2 separate regions of the Dromaius novaehollandiae genome follow, and region 1 is linked to region 2. A link is a contact called in public Hi-C data. All regions are on one chromosome and are shown on one strand. The core of a region is the stretch at or near the end of the contact, and the rest is flanking DNA. Distances in the headings are between cores, read along the strand shown. Region 1 overlaps MYZAP (myocardial zonula adherens protein). Region 2 holds the start of CGNL1 (cingulin like 1).

The links. A called contact is a pair of places that touch in the nucleus more often than the background predicts.
Region 1: a Hi-C map of ovary shows a contact between it and region 2, with 3 times the contacts expected there. The contact joins the enhancer-like site here to the promoter of CGNL1 in region 2. A contact is called at or near these places in 2 of 4 Hi-C or Micro-C datasets (brain and ovary).

Annotation. Positions count from the first base shown.
Region 1 is chr10:16,583,784-16,589,563 of bDroNov1.hap1, reverse strand. It overlaps MYZAP (myocardial zonula adherens protein), which reads right to left. Exons shown (of 15, transcript XM_064517428.1): 13 at 1,452-2,147; 14 at 532-754. Among named protein-coding and RNA genes, the nearest start is that of MYZAP, 52 kb to the right of the region's middle. Within about 2 kb of position 2,968, at least 1 of the 2 cell types and tissues checked has open chromatin away from gene starts, as enhancers often do.
Region 2 is chr10:16,440,205-16,446,177 of bDroNov1.hap1, reverse strand. It overlaps CGNL1 (cingulin like 1), which reads right to left and starts at 1,427. Exons shown (of 19, transcript XM_064517430.1): 1 at 1,345-1,427.

The DNA of each region.
Region 1 (5,780 bases), core at 1,719-4,218, 140 kb before region 2:
CCTAGTTTCAACATTAGCTCTGCACCACCTAGCAAGTCCATACCAAAACTCCTTATAGCAGAATTCAGCATGAAATTTCCTTAACTTTAAAGAACTTCAGAACTCAAGATATTTCATGCACAGAATGAGCTAAGTCAAGTCTACCTACCTACATGTTTTAGGAGTACCAAACACTATTATGCCTTCATTTATACAAGGGCTGTAAACTCTTTAAAAGATAATAGGCAAGGCACACATCTGAATTTCTAGTCAGAGGTGAAGAGACTGCAGTGGAGTTAGCATAACTGCACACAAAGAATAATGCCAGATTTTGTCCAATACATGAATAGCAGTTTCAGAAGCAACTAATTCATCATTTAAATACATCATTAAAAGAATCAAATACAAGAAAAAACACCTTTCCTCACAAGGTCTGGAAATCTCAATTTCATCATTAAACTCATCAGCATCAAAAGACGCCTGTATGCTCTCTTTTTTTAGGAGCAGTCCCAATTATATAATTACTTTCCAGACCAAGTCTTAAATACACACCTCATAAGCTTCTTTTTGCTGTATCTGAATTGCTATGGACTCCTCTATAGATAATAACTTAGCAGGGGCATGATGAAGTGGTGGTAGCCGAGCTGCTGTAATATCATTCAAATGTTTCTTGTCTCTAAGTCGTCTTTCTTCGGTAGTAATTGGAGATCCAAATCCCCCAGGCGAATGACTGGATGAGGAACCATGCGATGATCCACTTAGCTCTCCTGATAATCTATAAGGGATAAAACATGCAAGTTGTGAACCAAATTTGCAACATAAGGTTGAATAACTTCAGTTCTGAAACCACGTTACTCTGAGCACATAAGAGTTGAAAAGTTTGAAGAGCATATCAAGTGTTATGACACCATATACAAACTAAGAACAAGCAGCACTTTGAAAAGCTAAAAAGAAAAAAGCTTCTCATCATTTAGTCAGACATAGTTTCTCTGCAGAGAGAAAACGCCACAAATCATTCCTGACAGCGAGCAGAAAAGTAAGCCAACTAAGTAGCATACATGAAACAGCAATGTCTTGAGAATCAAGGAAAGTATAAACTGTTACTGCTGTCAATACAATGTGAATTGTAATTTCTGTAGTGGTGGAGGAAAAGCAAAGGCCAGCTACTACTAAGGTTCCCCGTAATCCACAAGAAACTTCTGCCAACCATTTAGTAGTTTTGTAGCTCAAGCTAAAAAAGTCTATGAAGACTTAAAAATTTTTTAAATGGGTAGAATTAGACCACTGCTCAATATTTAGATTCTGTACCTAATGCCGAAGAGCCGATATATTAACATAGCATGTCATATGACTTTAAATCTCTGTAATCACTACAAGAAAATAAATGCACCATGCTTGTTCTCCAATTTCCAATTTTATACAAATCAATTATTTCACCAAAAAAAAGAACAACCCTATGCTGTAATACTTACGTATTTGTTTTAAATTTGTTTTTCTTAATGATCGGGTTCTCAGCTCTAGACTTTAGAACTTCAATATAATGTGGTGTCTTGGTAGGCAGGCTGCCAAAGATATTGCCCTTATATTTAGCGACATTCTGCTCTTTCTCCAATACTCGTTCATTATTATCCCCATCTACAATTGTAACTTTTTGAAAGGCATCAACCAGCATGTCTTTATTCTTGTCCAAAGCACCTGTACTTTCTGTACCACCCTGAGAATTAATCCGAGATATCTGCTGATCATTTCTCAGATGAGTGCTTGTAGCCGACTTGGAGCTAATTTCGCAAAAATGATTCTGATCTTTTATAGCAGTCTTTATTTTATCATTTTTTCTCCGAGTCCTCTGATTTTCAGAAGCCGTATTTGTGGCATCTTGCTGAGTACATTCTGCCTCCTGTCTTTGGGAAGCGATCTTAGAGACTTCTTTAATATTAGAATTTTCATTAAAGGCTGAGGAATCTTCCTGGCTGGGGACGTCCTCATTTCGGGTTGCCTGCTGCTTGCTCTTATGAACCTCCTCCCGTTTCGCCTGGAACTCCAACCTGACAGCGGACAACAGCTCGGCTGTCTTTGCTATTTCTTCCTCTTGTGAAATGGCAAGTGTCAGCTTTTCAACAAAATCAGAGATCTTCTTACCCTTATCTGGAAGCCTAGCAATAAATTTCCTAAAAGAAAATAAGTAAGTTACATAAGAAGGTATAAAAAAATTGTATTTCAACTGGAGAGACAGATAGACTCTACTCCATTAAAGCAGCGAACGCTGCTTTAAGCCTCACTGTGACAGTAGGCTTCACCTCTGCGTATCGGGCTTCTGCAGACCGAAAGGGCGCAAAGGCAATCTCAGGCGCAATCTCGGGCGCGTGCTGTGGTAAGGCGAGCGCCACGCTTTCCTGCTCGGATACGGAAGCGCTGCTCCGAGCGGCGCAGCCCGCAGTTTCCCCGGTGCCTCCGGCGGGGCGGCAGCACCGACCGCTCCTGCCCTCCCGGGAGCAACCGCTCCGGTTTCACCGTGAATATCCGCAGGCCACAAAGTTACAGCCTGAGCTTGCGCCTGCCCCCAGCCGCGACCCTCGCACAACCGCGCGTCCCCAGAAAGCCACAGAACCGAGGGGGCCGCTAGAGCCAAGCGGGCGCTGCCGCCGCCCCGGCCGCTGCCGCCCGGCCTCCCGCCCCCCAAAGCCCAGGCAGCTCCCGAGCCGCGCGGCGGGTAGAGCCGTTCCGGCACACGCAGCCGCGCCCCCGCCGCGCTCACCGGTCCGCCAGCAGCCGCTGCTGCCGCCTCAGCATGTCGCGCAGCTCGGGGAGGCTGCGGCCCCGCAGCTCCGCGGCGCGGCCGGCCGCCGCTGCCATGCTGCCGCCGCGGGCCCGGCCGCATGTCCCTGCCGGAGCCGCCCGGGCCCGCCGCCGCCCGCCGCTTCCGCAGCGCACTGGGGGCCGCCATCTTACCGGAAGGGACGGCGGGGCGGCAGGGCCGCACTTGGTTGGAACGCGAACGGGGCGGGGGCGGGAGTGGGCCGCGCGCCAGGCGAGGGCTGCGGCCGTTAGCGCGGGCCCGGCGAGGACCGCCGCAGCGCGGCGCTGGCGGTGCCGGCACCGTGCGGGAACCGCGCCGCAAAACGGGGAGGGGGGAGCATTAGAGGCACAAAATGGAGATGATTCTCACAGTTCGGGGGGCCTATAGGTAGATTTCACCCCAAATCCTGGGGAAAGTCTTCCTGATAGATAGACACGATCCTAAAAGTAACGACAGGAGTGTTTCCTGCGCGCTCAGGCAGGCTGTCAGGCTCCAAGGGGGAGCGGAGCAGCAGGCCCAGGGCTAAGGCAGGCAGAGAGGGGACCGGGGCTGGGACGCGGCTTCCTATCTCGGGCTGAGTGTCGCAGGTGGTGGAGGAGATCTGCGGCCCGGGAGGCGCCGACTGGCAGCTTCTGCGCTGGACCCATCGGGCAGCATCGTTTTTTAGCCGCAGGGTTCTGCAGACACCTGAATTAACGTGAAGTTGGATCCCTGTGTCACAAAATCCCTGTTCTAGAAAGTTGACTTTGTATTCAAGAAACATATTCCATGTTAGCTGGGGTGTGGGAAACAGTGTAGAGCAGGGGCAGATTGCTCTTCCTTGAACTCAGCAGTCCTACTATACTCAGAAGGCTGCAAAAGCCTATGTTTTTCTTACTTACCTTAATTATTTTGGATTTTCATTGATGAAAGCCTTGCTATTTCCAAGGTAGGTAGCTTTCAGCTGAGTATAGATTCCTGTTTAGGATTTAAGGTTTAATTTTCACAGAATAAAGTTTTCTTTATATTGTATTTATTTTTAAACATATTTGTGTATAATACAGAGATGGAATGTGGAAACGCAGACTGTAATACTGGTTTGTTTACTCCAAACTTTCCTAGCTGATACAAGTGCCAAGAGCTTTAGTAAGTCTATTCCATCTAGTAGTAATAATAATAATAAGGTAATTAGCTGAATGGTGGTTCCCAGGTGGTAGATCTTGGTCTTTTTAAGTTGACCCCAGTAGAGGATTATTGGTCCAAGTAATAGTAAAGAGACACATTTCTCAGAGATTGTTAAAACAGTTGTTTTATGAACAGGATGAACTGAGGGTCTATCCCAGAGGGATTAGAGGAGGAAGCGTTTTAAAATGGCTACCCGCCCCTTTGTTTGCTCAGCTGGAAGGTGAATGGAGAGGCTGAGGGCCAGGGGAAATGAGATTAATCAAGTAGGCAGCTACCCATGGAAAAAAATACCATGGCCAGGGTGAGAAAAGCCAAGTTAACTGGCTGGTTCAAGAGACTGTTTCACTGTCTGTTGCTCGCAGCCTGGATCATCTCCCATGGAAAATCCCTCAGGGGATCTTCCCTAAGAGTTCAGGGAAGAGGCAATCACTGTGAGATTTTCCCAGGAGAAAAGCTCACTGCTGTAGGACACAGGTTCTAGTCGTCTGAATTGTAGCCTCTGTAATGCAGTCCTAAATTACCTTACCTATGTTAACATTTCTGTGACTTGCAAGAAGGAACTCTTCACCTTGTTTTTTAGCCTTTCTCCTGTGCAGATTGGAGAAAATGGAAGGCAAAATGGAAACACAGCACTGTTTCTGCCTGTGTGGAAGTGATAAGTCTGGAAGAAACCATGCTCATTAGACTGCTGTTCTGCAGTTGCATGATAAAGGTTCATCTCAGTTCAACTGCTGTTACTACATGTGCACAGAAGTAACACCAGTATTTACAGTGAGTTTCAGCTTATGTGCTGAACTGCATAAACACAGCAAAATAGAGCAAAAGATGAAGAGAATAAAGTGTCCTAATAACATGACTGCTGGGCGTCATGATTAATTGATTGCTGTGTAGCCTTACTTGGAACACCTTTCACCAAGTCTTTTTTTGAAGAAATAGTGTTCGTCTTTATTTACAGTTTGGGAGTGCTAAGTTTTGGAATACCATAGTCCATTTATGGATAACACACAGTTCAAGAATGATGATCAAATAGCTGGAATTCAGCAAGTGCTGGAACAAACATGCTCTTCTTTATGGAAAGATGGGCAGTAGATAATTTAGATACAAACGCTCAGGAACAAAAATCAATTTAACCTTTCTCAGTCAAGGAGCAGAGGTAAGCAGTTTTGGGACTGAGGAAAGTTACATAATTTTAGGCTTTGCTAGCCCTGGGGCCAAATACAGGTGTGTGGGAAAATCCTTAATAGCTGCATGTTGAGCATGGATAATCACTATCCAGCAATGCCTTCTGCAAGTTTCATCTTAGGACTTTGCTGGTGTTTCTCTTGGGAAACTGACACAATGTCATATTTGCAGTGCACAACAATACCGCTTTTCTCTAAGAAGGCTCTTAGATAGTAGAGCATGCTTTGCCTCTTGATTAGAGTTTATTTTCTATCACTTTCTTGAATATTTTGATCAGCATTCATGTGGGCTAAATATAAAACAAAATTATCTTTTTATTTCTTACATAATGGACTTTCCCATGTTCCTCCCTTAGGACATTATCTCAAGAGCTATTATTAGATACTACTTTAATACAGTCTGTTTTCTGTCACATATCTGAAGTTAATTATAGTTTATTCTAAAATAACATGTCTGGAATTGCTATGCAATTTAGTGTTATTTCTATGGCAAATGTCTTAGACACCATAAGAAAAGTAAATTATTAGTACAGCAATGGAGGAGAAAATTGGGTACACTAACAATAAACTACCTGAAGAAGAGACAACGCAATCCAAGGCTTGACAGAGAAGTATTCATCTTCGTAGAGCCTAGCTAAAAGGAAAGACAGGCATTCAGA
Region 2 (5,973 bases), core at 178-2,677:
ACAGACGACTTCTTCATGTAATATGCTGCTTACCACACTACTAAGAGTACACTCCAATACTGTATGAAAAGTTTTAATTTTCATTTATAACCTTTTCAAAAGAAACAAAAATCCTGACGACAAACTTACACTGTAATATAAAAACCTACCAGCGATTTTGTATGCTTTTATTTTAATCAGCAATCACCATAGTACACATTATGTGCACAGTGGAATTTATTCTGGGTCTAACGTGGGGGAAAAAAAGATGAGACAATTCAACGACATTTCTAGAAAATATAACTCTTAAATGATTATTCTTGCTAGTCAAATGATTTTTCACAAACCACCAAGAAGAGGTTACCAGTGGTTTGGTTCTCCCATCTTAATTACATTTTTACAAAAGTTTCAAAGTTCTGTTAAAACCAGCTCTATAGAGCAAAGCTTAAATATGAGCATGTGACAGAATTTGTTGTCAGAATAAGCATCAGACACTGAATCTGTCAAATTTATATGGGTATACCACAAATCCTTATATCCTAGGCGATTTCTGATTCATCTACAGGATTCATCTTACATAAGTGTGTGCAAGTCAAACACACTGTAGATGTTCAGATATATAAAAGCACCTTCAAGGGTAAGTTTCCAATATTTCTACTTTGATAATTATTCCAACTATATTGCAGTGATTTTTTTTTAATATTTTGCCCCGAAAAAAAGAAATCAGAGTGTAAAGCGAAATCACATGCAAAAAAAAAAAAAAAACCAGGAGAAAGATAAAAGCCGTAACAACTGTTCTTCTTCCGCCAACTGCAAATGCTTATCCAAATTCACCGCACAGCCCCCGCCGCCGCCCTCATCTCCCGATAAAGTTGTCACCGCGGGGGCGGGAGACAAATCCCACCCGCTGCCGGCAGCAGCCACAAACGGCCGAGGCGCCGCTCGCAGCCCCCCCCGGGAGAACGAGCCCGCACGGCGCGGGCACGCCCTTCGGCAAAAGAAACAACCCAACGAACCAAAAGAGCCCAAAACACAAGGCTAATTCGCGGAATAAAGAGGGAGACGCAGAAGTCGGGGCGCCCCTGACTGAGGAATGCCAGGAATCCCCGGAGGAATGTGCGCGGCGGGAGGGCGGGGGGCGCCCAGCCCCGCTCCGTTCACCTGAAGCCACGGGCCGGGCCGCCACCTTCCCGCCGCAGTCTCGGCGAAGGAGGCGACGGCGCCGCCGCCCCCCGCCGCGGGCTGGAGCCCCCCGCGCCCACCCGGCCCCCGGCACGCCCGCGGCGGCAGTCAGGCGTCGCTGGATCCCCGCGCGGCGCCCGGAGCTCCCCCCGCCCCTGCCCGCGCCGCCGCCGCTCTCCTCACCCGTCCCGGGCCGCCTCGCCCTGTGCCGCGGGCGCCCCGTCAACTCCGCGCCGCGCTCGCCGCCGCCCCCGCCCCCGCCCGGGCCAGGCGCGCTCGCAGCCGGAGCCGAGCGCCGACTGCCCGCCCCCTCCTGCGGGGGAGGGGGCGCCGGAGCGGCCGCGCCGAGGAGGGGCCGGGCGGGGGGCGCTCCCTCAGGTGAGCGGGGGGCGGGCGAGCGGCCACCTCGCGCGCTGCCGCCGTTTCCCGCCCCGCCCCGCGGCCGTTGCGCGCCTGAGGGCAGCGCGGCGCGCGCGACTCCTCGGGCCGCGGCCGTTGCGCGCCTGAGGGCAGCGCGGCGCGCGGGGCTTCCCGGGCCGCGGTCCTCGCAGCCGCGCGGCGCCAACTGCCGGCGCCACCTCGCCCGGCGCCCCGGGGGCCCAACCGAGCCCCCAGCCCCGGTGCTCCCGGCCGGGGGGGGGGGACGTTTCTGCGGGCAGCGCGGCGGAGGTAAGCGGGGGCTGGGGGAACCGCGGCTCCCCAGGACGCCCCCGGGCTCTCTTCAGCGGTTTGGATGGTTTTCGCAACATCTTCCACCAGGCCAGAGGTATCACTGAGAGGTGTTCCCAGATTTCCAGAAAATTCTATCCATGTGGGGCGACTTGAAGCGCTGCTGTGCTGCAGTGTGTCCCCCTCAGCCCATGCGCAGGGGAAGGCTACCTGCCGAGGGCCCTGGTTTTAAAAGTATGGCATACAACACATCCATGAGTGAATGTAAGCATCTCAAAAGAACCAGGCCTCTGTTAACCCTTTCCACCCTCAGAAATTTGTTCTCAGGGTTTAATTGAAACAGCTAAAACAAACAGCAGCATTGTCTGAAAAAAAGGCTATAGTAAGTACACTCAAATGCAAAATGTAATGATAGGCCCATGTCTAGAACAGAGAGAGAAACGTAAGGCAGTTAACATGAGAAGGAAGAATTCAGTATATGAGCTGTGAAAACCACTTACAAAGTTGTTGTATAGAGCAGTATGTATAGGCACACATCCTCTCCCAAATCCAGCTGTGCTGGATTCGCTCCTCACAAATCTGGCACTTCCCATACACTTCTGCTACTTCCTATGTCTCTGTCAAAAGAAGCCGGTTAGCAAACACCCACAACGTAAGCTGTAGGATATTGTGCAAGTTTGCTGTAGAGTGTGCCCCTGCCTTAATTAGGATGTATAAACAGAAGGGGGTTGACTAGAAAAGCAACTGTTTTCAATGCAACATTCATAGTGTCATTCCTGGGGCACTATATCCAGTTTTAGGCTCTGTACTGGAAAAAAAAAAAAAAAAAATTAAAAGCTCCCATGAATCTAGAATACTTCAGAAAATTAAGGGCAAAGCTGCCAGTCAGTTGAACTCACAGATATGCATATGGCCATATGTTATTACAATGGAAGTGTGAAGAAATATGCTGACAGTTTGTTCAGTTCTTCCTCTAGTTTTGTAATGTGTGAAGGAAGTGAACTTAATAGGCTACAAAATGTTTCACTAAAGAGGTGTATACACCCATAATTTTCAGGTTATTGTTAGAGGTGAAATTAAAACTGGTGTTAATCAGCAATGTTATACAATAATACATTTCCATTGCACTTAGAAATAAAACAGAAAAAATGAGAGATTCATTTCTTCCCAAAACAACCATGCCACAATGACTATTAGTCATTATTATGTAGTCTTTAATTAATTTTTTTTATTAAACATTACCTATCAGGTAACTCAGCTTCCTCAGCTACCTGTCAGGTAGCTCAGGAAGCAATTCAATTCTCATGTTGTGTGCTCAGTATTACACTGCTTAGGAAACTGTTCTCCTGTCCCACATTTTTTTGAGATTTTTCAGAAAAATTATTTCACATGAGAATGAAGCCAAGATTTTTTTTTCTTTTTTTTTTTTTTTTTTTTGGAGGGGGGGTATTAAAAAACCAAAGAAACAAGAAGTGGGACCATAGAAGCACAATTACTGAAACTATTATTTGAGCTATGGGAATCACAGACTGAAAAGCAGACCTTTGACTGGGTTTTGACTCCCAGTTTTATCCTAAGCTTTATAAGCCTTTGAGGAAAGTTTAATCTAAACCTGTACATTTTCATGAAAATTGTATTTTCAGTCAAACATTTTGTCAAAGAGTTCCTCACAGATCTTTGGCATATTCTGAACATGAGTTTTATGAGTATTTGGTATAATAATGCTACAAATATTAAGACTGTTCAGTAAGAGCCACAGTTCATCTGGAATTCAGTAAAAGCTCGAGATCGTCCAATTAGGTACGAATTTTTTGAAGGAGTGCATACAAACACAGCAACAAGATAGAATTGCATGGAAGACAAGAGATAGGTCATATACAGAATATCATCTCAGTGCAGACTACCATTTCCTTCCCTACTCTGATCCACCTACTTCTCTTTCTCCTCTTTAAATGAAGGCTTTGGTCCTTGTTTACAAAACTGGCTTGACACCATGATTAATGTCTCTCAGGCCAGGCAGTGTATTAGCAGACACTTGTGAAATACAATACAAAATGGAGTAAGCAGCTAAAGCAAAAACAAACAGTAATGCCCTAGCAGCTTGTGCTGCTCTAGATTAATTCCAGCTGCTAGCTACTCCAGCACACCTCAGGTATTGCATAGCACTCCCTAAATTCAGCTCTCCTTCCTCACTGAGTTAGACCATATTGAAACCTCGATTTTAAAGTGCCCTAGCAAGATACATGTCTATCTCTTACTATTCAACTACATAGTGAACTGTGTTATGACTTTTTATTATATTCCCCTGATTTCCTTACAGGAGAGGATCTGAGCCAATAATTTCTCTCACAGTGGAAAGGAAAAAAATCCTTCTTTCTCACAGCATATACTTACTTTGAAACATTGCTTCTGACACCTTTTACAGTATATATTGCAAGGTTTTTAGTGATTTTCTTAAATTATTATAAAAGGTTAGATATCTGTTGCTTAAGAAATGACAAGATTATCACTATTATTACTGTATTCATTTAAGTATGTAATAGACATTTTTATCTATTTCTTTTTTCAAGAAATGCAATCTTCAAAATTCAGGTCTCCTTTCTAGTCTCTACTATTATTTTCATCTACTTGTTATTTTCTGAAAATATTTTATCTTAAGCAGAATGCTTAGAGAGTTGATTATGAAGTTGTGAACTTAACAAGGCACTTCTGAGTTATACATGCATGAAAAAGTACCCTTTTATAAAAATTAGAACACTTTATCACAGAACACAGAAACAGTCATATTTATACATTAAATTTACTATGGAGTAAATTTCTTCTCAGAGGAGGATTTGGTTTATTTGAAGAAATTTAGTTTTACACTCTTACCAGATGCTTTCCTAACATATGATCTCTGCTTCCTCCAAAGATTACCAGAAAGCGAGGCCATTCTTTTTTTTTTTTTCCCACCTTTCTTGGTTTTTTTCTTTTCCCAGTGGCTTTCTTTCTTTTCTTTTTCTTTCTTTTTTTTTTTTGGTAGTCTGTCTTTTATATTTGTCATCTCATATTTTCCCAAATGCAGCTGCTAAATGCCCAGAGTACCGCTGATATTACCCAGAGCACTAGGTTTGCTCTGTCTCTAACCCTTGCACACAATGTGGAGAGGCACTATTCAAAAAAAAAAAAAAAAAAAAAAAAATCTGAATAATCACAGCCATTAGAGCAGCTATCCAGGAAAGTATTTACAATGCAGGACTTTCTTATATTTGCCACAGTAAGGTGTGGCAAATAAAGTGCCTAAAACAACAGACGAAGTTGTAGAATAAGAGACGAGTAATTTCAGGTATGCCTTCATTAGGGAAAAAATGCAAGCTTTTAATTTAAGTTAGTTAATGCATGCTAAATAAAGGGTTAACAGATCAAGATTTAACCATGAATTGTCATCTGCAGCTTCACTTTAGTTAGCTCAAGTTTACTAATACTCTTCCTGCTGTATATAAGACTAGACAATTGTTAATCTTATGTAAGAAATCAAGGGTGAGATAAGATACTCAAGGGTGCAAGGTGAGAGGGAGGTGAAGAGAAGAAGGTAGCATTGGCTTTAAAAGCTGTTTGTAACACACACAACACAAAGTTTGATTGCATATAACATGATAGTTACAGTATTTAATACTTAGAATATAATTTTGTAGTTAACTGAATATTAGTACTGATACAAGCTTGAAGATTTTTGACATTGTTCTATGTCTAGCCCCCATGAGACTTTTTGACCTTCCATTCTTCTTGGGCAATTTTCAGCTATATCCAATTTTCTTCCATCACCTTAATAATACAGTCTTGGTCCCACTGGCCTTACTCAAGCAATCCTAGTAAAGACAAAAGAAGTTTTGCCAAGAAGAATCTGCAGAAAGCCTAGATACTACCAAGCACACCTATATTAAAGTTCCAGAAAACATCAAAACATCGTTACTGTTACCTCCTCTGCTGTTATCCTCTTCCCTGTAGCTGCTCTTGGAGAAGTCCAGCCTGCTAGGATTCAGCTATGCCCACACTGCTGAGACAAACTGTTTTTTAGGGGGTGGCACATACTGAGTCACCATTGTGCATAAATTATATAAAGTTAGTAATTTGGTAGCATTAGCAAAGAGTTTGTTTGAAGAA